Regions from separate parts of the Gasterosteus aculeatus genome. Here region 2 is linked to region 1. The links are chromatin contacts, called in public Hi-C maps. All regions are on one chromosome and are shown on one strand. Each heading gives the region's core, a stretch centred on a gene start, on an enhancer-like site or on the middle of the called end of the contact. The rest is flanking DNA. Distances are from core to core; before and after follow the strand shown. Region 1 holds the start of LOC120819755 (growth/differentiation factor 10-like). Region 2 overlaps frmpd2 (FERM and PDZ domain containing 2).

What was found. Hi-C and Micro-C count contacts between places; a contact is called where the count stands out from the background.
Region 2: a contact with region 1 is called in a Hi-C map of skeletal muscle, with 3 times the contacts expected there. The contact joins the enhancer-like site here to the promoter of LOC120819755 in region 1. A contact is called at or near these places in 4 of 6 Hi-C or Micro-C datasets (skeletal muscle, tail fin and whole body).

Annotation. Positions count from the first base shown.
Region 1 is chr5:4,769,502-4,772,917 of fGasAcu3.hap1.1, reverse strand. LOC120819755 (growth/differentiation factor 10-like) reads left to right here and starts at 1,629. Exons shown (of 3, transcript XM_040177451.2): 1 at 1,629-2,096. The coding sequence starts at 1,835.
Region 2 is chr5:4,816,402-4,819,799 of fGasAcu3.hap1.1, reverse strand. frmpd2 (FERM and PDZ domain containing 2) reads left to right here. Exons shown (of 29, transcript XM_040177356.2): 29 at 2,844-3,398. Among protein-coding and RNA genes, the nearest start is that of LOC144407983, 6.1 kb to the right of the region's middle. Within about 2 kb of position 1,354, at least 1 of the 9 cell types and tissues checked has open chromatin away from gene starts, as enhancers often do.

The DNA of each region.
Region 1 (3,416 bases), core at 380-2,879:
CAGCAGTATTAAAACAAGTCAAAGGAACGAAGAGGAGGGGAGAGGAGGGAGGATGAAGGATAGGGTCTTGGGCCAAAAGAAACACGGTGGGCTCGCCTGTCCTCCTCCCTGTCCTGATGAGCACCCCAGGCAAATATTTTGTGAATGAGAGCATGTTGGGGGGGGGGTAAACTTCTCATTTTACCCTGCAAATGAGGAGGAGAAGGAGGTGTAGGAGCAGTGACTCATCTCATGATGTCATACAAGATGAAAAATGTTAAATGAGTCTCAATGTGTAATAGAGGACGTATATTTTGGCCAGCTTCTTGGTCTGGTTCTGCTAATACGGAACAACAGCGCTGGTTCTCACCCTTTTTGGCTTAATTGGTGTGATCCAAAAAACGAAGCTGTCATTTGAATTGCCCTGTGAAAAGGTCTTGTTTGTGTGTTCCATAACATTTGTCGTGAGACAGGCGAATGTGGGTGAGTGGGGAGCACGGTCGTCCTCCAATCAGAGGGTTGTCGGTTCGATTCCAGGCTCTGCTAACCCGCATGTCGATGTGTCCTAAACAAGATGAGTCTGTCGTTGCAGTTCCAAATGACTTGGTGTTTTGTGATCTGGCGACAGCTTTGATTAATTTTAGGTAATAAAAGCTTTCAGGCTATGGTTAGGAAAAGGGAATGGTCACAGTAAAAGACACCAATATGTGACTGTTGGTGGTAGATTGGTCGCAACCTGTTGTCTCGGACATCAAAGTCTTCCAATCATCTTCGCTGACCCGCTTCCTGAAGGGCTTTCTGGCGTCAGGCCCCTCTCCGGGTCCCACATCCCAAGGGTTGCCTCTGAAGGAGAGCAGTCCTTCTTCGCATCACCACAAGGCCGCCTCTTGTGAGGAAAACAGAGGCATTGGTCGTTTTAAGTGTGTGATGAAATGATTAATGCTGGTGTTTGTGCTGGCGAGGACAGCCTGAAACACCATCAAAAGAAGACTGGCCATCATTAGAACCAATTAGACAAGCCTGCGCTGAGTGATAACACAGTTCCAAATCTCCCCAGGCGGAGACAGATGCTATCTGGCTCTTTTGTTGAAGTCGCGCTAACTTTAAACACACCAGTGTTGGGCGGGGGGGGGGGGGGCGTTTTCCCTTAGTACTTTAAGGGTGGTGTCAAAGAGCTCCTTGTGATCCCCCAGTAGGTATTTTAATAGCTGGGCCGACCCGCTGTCATCTCACTCACAGGGACACTATTGTGATGCAGGAGAAGCACAGAAAGCAGAGGGGAGCCTAGAAAGATGTTGTTGACTGCTTGTTACTCAATCTTTCCCGAGGCTGAAATGAGCATCATCAGTAAAGTCAAAATGTACTGTGCTCTAACTTTTTTCTTAATGAAAAAGAGAAAGACGTTTTAATGTGAATTACTTACTGCCTCTAAAACCTCTTGCAGGATTGTTCTGCCTTAAACTGATATACTCAAGTCACCTTCGAAGATGCTGCATATTTACCGGACAGTTTGGCAGCGCGGTTCATAACTTTGCTTCTCATCAAAACTCATGAGCAGTCACAGAAGATGCGGCCTGTCGCTCGTTGGTTGTGCGCTCTGAGGCGTCACCATCTGACATCCAGCAGCAGAGCTCCATCCATGCGTCCTCCCCCCCGGTCTCCACCCATTGTAGAAACAGCTGTAGATCGTGAACCGCGGAGTGCTTGTTTTACGGATTACATAGACACCGGCTGAAACTCCTGGGTGGGCATCCAGCAGCGAGAGACGGGCAGCGCTACTTTTTGCTTATTCTTTGCTGTATTAAGTTTCCCCGCTTCACATTTTTTGTTTGGATCACTTCCAAGAACATCAACCATGGCGAGACGCTTTCTTCACACTCTGAATGTATTAATAATGCTGGAGTTGAGCTCCGGCAAAATGGTATCTGAGGATTTTGGTCAAACCGTGCGTCAAGGTACCGAAGACTTAGCGGCTGCGGAGCAGGGTGTCTTTGCGCACGAAGGCGCAAACCGGGACATGGTCTCCATCAACATGTTCAAAGTGTACGAGAAGTACAGCAAAGAGCCGCAGAGCCAGAGGGACGGAAACACTGTGAGGAGCTTTAAGGCTGTCCCGAGTGAGTGGCCAAAGCGATTATCAGTTGCATGTTACTTTGGTGATAAGTGATCATTGCTGCGGACACTATGCCGGATACAAAGTAAGGTCCATGATGAGTCAAAACAGATACATTTATTTAGAGTGTTACTCTGTGCTTAATAGCAAATTTTCTCAGGTAACATTGTGGTATACATTTTGTATACATATTGATTGGGCATTTTGTTTTTTCTGTTATGTTTGAGTCATCAGATCATAATGATTAACATATTTTCCACAACATAGCTTTTAGAAAATAATCCTTATGTTTATCTCAGTGACGTGCTGTGAGGTTCGTGGCTGCGGAGGCACTGACTTTTTCAGTCAATGAAGTGAAGTCAGATTCACAGTAGCATAAATTCAAAATTCAACTGGATATTTTGCCAAAGAAAGGTACATTTATAGCGGCTCAGAGAGAGCACATTTGCTCGAAACCCTCCATGTGTTCTTCATTTGACATCACAATCCATTCGCCTAACCTTCTGGACAAACTGCAATTACTTTGTTGTAAAAGTCCTCGTTATCTACTTCAAAAGTCTCTTTGTCCCAATAGAGATAATTGCCTAGGATGAAAGTTGTCCAATCCGATTTCGACTGTATGTTTTCAGTCTTTTCAAAGCAGAGAAGGACCTTTCCACGGACACTGTTGTAGCCGGTATAGTGAACACCAGCTGAAGTAACTTTGTCGCCTTAGGAACAGTCTTCATCAAATCCTTCTGGGCCAAAAAGTTGAGGAGCTGTCCAGGAGATTTACACTCATTCCTCACCGTTTGGGAACTATAAAGTCCGATGAGATCAGCCGTAGGTCTAACAAAGTAAAGTAGAAGAAAAGAAGAAGGCATATTTTGAGAGGCTCTGCTTTTTGGTGTCATCAAAACGGTGTGACATTTCCTCAATTTTTGCACAGTCAACCAAAACCAAGGAAAGCTAGCTCACCAAAATGATCAAACCTAGCTTTCAGTTGACCATTGATGTTGTCCAGAATGTTATAAAACATTTATTTCCTCTCTGAGTGACTGCTTACTTTGGACACTCTTCATCAGGCCCAGTGTGGCACATTTCTGTCAAATTGCTCAAAGAAACTGTCAAACTCCTGTCTCTGGCATTCCACAACTCCAATTGTGTCGCGGATTCATGCACAACAAAATTAGATGTCCATTACTTAGTTTTACAGCACTCTAAAGAGAGCTTCGTTTCACTGAAAATGTCTTCATATGCCATGATGAGAAAGGATGTTGATGCTTTTGTCAGCCATCGATCATATCCAGTGACCATCGTTGGCGTGTCATTATCCCAATTATCT
Region 2 (3,398 bases), core at 105-2,604, 47 kb before region 1:
CGATTGCTAAGACCCATTTATTGAAAGCTGCTCTCCTTTTCTCCAAACTGTGAACACAAAACCCAATTTTCAAACTACATTCACAAAACCTCAGACTTTTCTTGCAAAACCAAACTTTCACCTCAAAACTGAACTATGTTGTCAAATCGTGCCCCGAGTCAATCAAAATTTAAAACTCTACTGAACAGTCACTAAACACTATGTGGAAAAATAGATAACACAATGCTCAGGACATGAAGCTGGAGAAATAAATGTTTATTGTTCACTGTAGGCTAAATGCATGTTGCAAAACAAAAAAAAACCTGTGCATTTAGCACTTGTACAAGAAGACAAAACAGAAATCTTGTGCATTTGCCACTTGTGTACAGTAAGCCCATGTAAGAATAAAGTACAAAAATATACAAATAAGTGCATTACTCAGCCACAGCATCATGTCTCCGTACTGGGTCAGGCCACTTAATCCACATCACAGGCCACATTTTTTCTGGCCAGGCGACGGGGGAAAAAAATCCTGGCATGCCGTATCCAGGCTTGGCATTCCTCCACACCTATGTCACCACAGGCAAGTCCCATGGCTTGCAGGAGATTTACCCTAGTGTAAAGTTGGCGTTCATATACCTTCCACCGCCATGAGAAGAATTCCTCAATGTGGTTTAGGAAAGGGGAGTACGGTGGAAGGCAAAGATTGGTAAAACCTTGGTTCATAAAACCACTCTAACCTGCAGGGCTCTTTGAAAACTCATATTGTCCCAAACAACAACATAGATGTGATGCTCATCCTACTGCCCTAACAGAGAATCTTGCATGTGATTGAGGAAAATGAGGGGCTGGTGAGTGTTGTAGGGCCCCAGGTTGGCATGATGGTGGACAACCCCATGATTGCTGATGGCAGCACATAATGTGACACGCTGTCCAGGAACACCAACAATGGCCCGATGGCCAATCACATTATGTCCTCTCCTTCTCCTTTTGGTGAGATTAAACAAAGCTTCATCCATGTAGATGTATTCATGGGGTATTTCCATTGCATCCAGTTGAAAAACCCTTTGTAGAAACATAGTTTTGTAAGTTATACGGAAAAAAAGGATTTAGGCCACTACAGTAAATCACTACTTAGAGTAATCAACATTCAATGTGTCTGGATATATGCCAACCTGTACATACTGGAATCTTTGCCCATTGACTCTGTCTGAGTAGCAATCAAAGGGCACTCTGTATAGCTGTTTCATGCGCTTGAGGACACGAACAACGGTAGAGAGGCTGACACTATTGATACCCTCAAAATGTACATGGTCCTCAATGATCTTCTGCTGAATTTCACTCAGTTTAATGGCATTGTTCTCACGGACCATATCAACAATTGATATACTGTGGTACAGTATATGGTATGTCATACAGTAATTGCTGTCAACATTTACATACTGCACTATAATGTCAAAAAAGGTAATTACCTGTTCTCTTCTCTAAATCTTCGGATTATGGTGGACACAGTGAATCTACTGATGTTTGGTTGTACCCTTGTCCAGCCTCCCTCATGCCCATACGATGGACAAGAACATGGTCAATGCAAATGCAAGGCAAAATGTTGCCATAAGTCTAATTTTAGTAAACCACTGCTGTATGTTTTGTTACCAGTTCATCTCTAAGCCAGGAGGCGGCAGCATAGTGTTGAAAGTGACATTTGATCCATTTGTGTGGCAAAAAGCATCCAGTGCACTGGTGGAACATTGACTCATTGTAGTGATTATGCATGGTAAATTGAACAAAGAGGTGTTCCAGTGAAGTGATACGTCACTGGATTTTGACTTAACGTATACACACATATAAAAATATTCAAAAATGTTCAATCTGTAGGTTGAAGGATAATTTATGATATTAGATGTATTATACAAATGCTAAAAGAAATTGTTAAATAATTGTGTAACTGGATTGCATTGAGGATTCCATCAAAAATGTCAGCGCAGCAGTCAAGAGGCAGAGGCATATGGGATCAAGTAATAAGCTTTAGTAAACCAACGTGATAAAACAAAACAGATAACCCAGTTGATCTCCAACGCGTTCACCAAACTAAATTACACTTAAGAAATCAGACGGGGCCACTATCGGTGCGCTCCCACACTGCTCCTCTCCCAACCTGTCTCTTTGCCGACGGATTCCCTCCTTGCCTTTTTGCACCCACTGCTTGATGAGAAGATCAAGTCCAGGTGTGTCTCCTGGCACACCTGATCTCAATTCCCCTGATGGAGTAGGTGGAAGGCTTATGGCTGGAACGTACAATCCCTCCCTTCCCTCTTCTGCCCTTCAGCCCCTTACGGTTGCTATGAATATTGTTGAGGACACAGAAGTTCCTTACATATGGAGATATTGCATCTTTAAGTGCGAATGTCAATTCTCTACCTATTAAACTTTTGGCAGCTACTTCAGCTTTCGAGTCTCCTCGAGTTCATTTAGGCTCACAGTATTATGCGTTCAGGTTAACCTCTGATCCAACCCCACATGCTCCCACCGAAACAAAAGCCATTAAACTGAACCAGACCTAAATATGGATGATCCAGCAATAAACAAAACGAGCAGTACACACGCACACACACTCACCTCCCTGGGTGAGGAGCCAGTAATGGCCCCTCGTAAATAAAGGTTCCTATATTTCAGTGAAACCCAGTAGTGCATCTGGATCCCATCAGAGCTTGTGTTCCCTTTGCGAATGATCCCAAATGTTTCTAATTATGCCAGTAGAGTCGGCACAGGGCTTTTTGAGCGCTTGTGTGTGTTTCGGTGTGTGTGTGTAATCGACCTGACAGACACGCACACCCATACACTGGCCTCTGTTTATTCATGAACAGGGCAAAAGAGACGGACAGCGCGGCCTCGACCTCTGCAGCCTCTGCTCAGGTCACTGCACGTTGCCGATGACTGATAAGCGAAAGATGTGCAGAGATGGATTCCCCCCACCGGTCGTGTCTGCTGACATCGCCATCTTCCTGCTGTGCTCAAGGGATTTCCAACCAAAGGGAGGCTGAGGTTGAAGGATGAGTTGACCGTAAAAAGGACACCTTAGCCTTAAATGAGAGAAAGCTGTTGATCCATAGTGAAAAGATACAAACCCAACATTTGCATTCAAGCAGTTTACATCTCGTAAGCCAAGTGTTCAGCATTCAAGATGTGCATCATGTTTAAAACATGTTTCATTGTTTGAGTCCAAGGGTGTGGATAACCCCGTTCGCCGTGCATTTGGCACACAAACAGGGTTGTTCCCACTCGCATTGTGTTGTTACAGCCTCTCCGGTGACTGCAAACAGCAGGACACATTTTATTAAGTGCTAACAGAATATTATTCTCTTGTACTTCACCACAGATTAATATGCTGGAATTGAGCCACTGTTAGATATGCCAAGTGT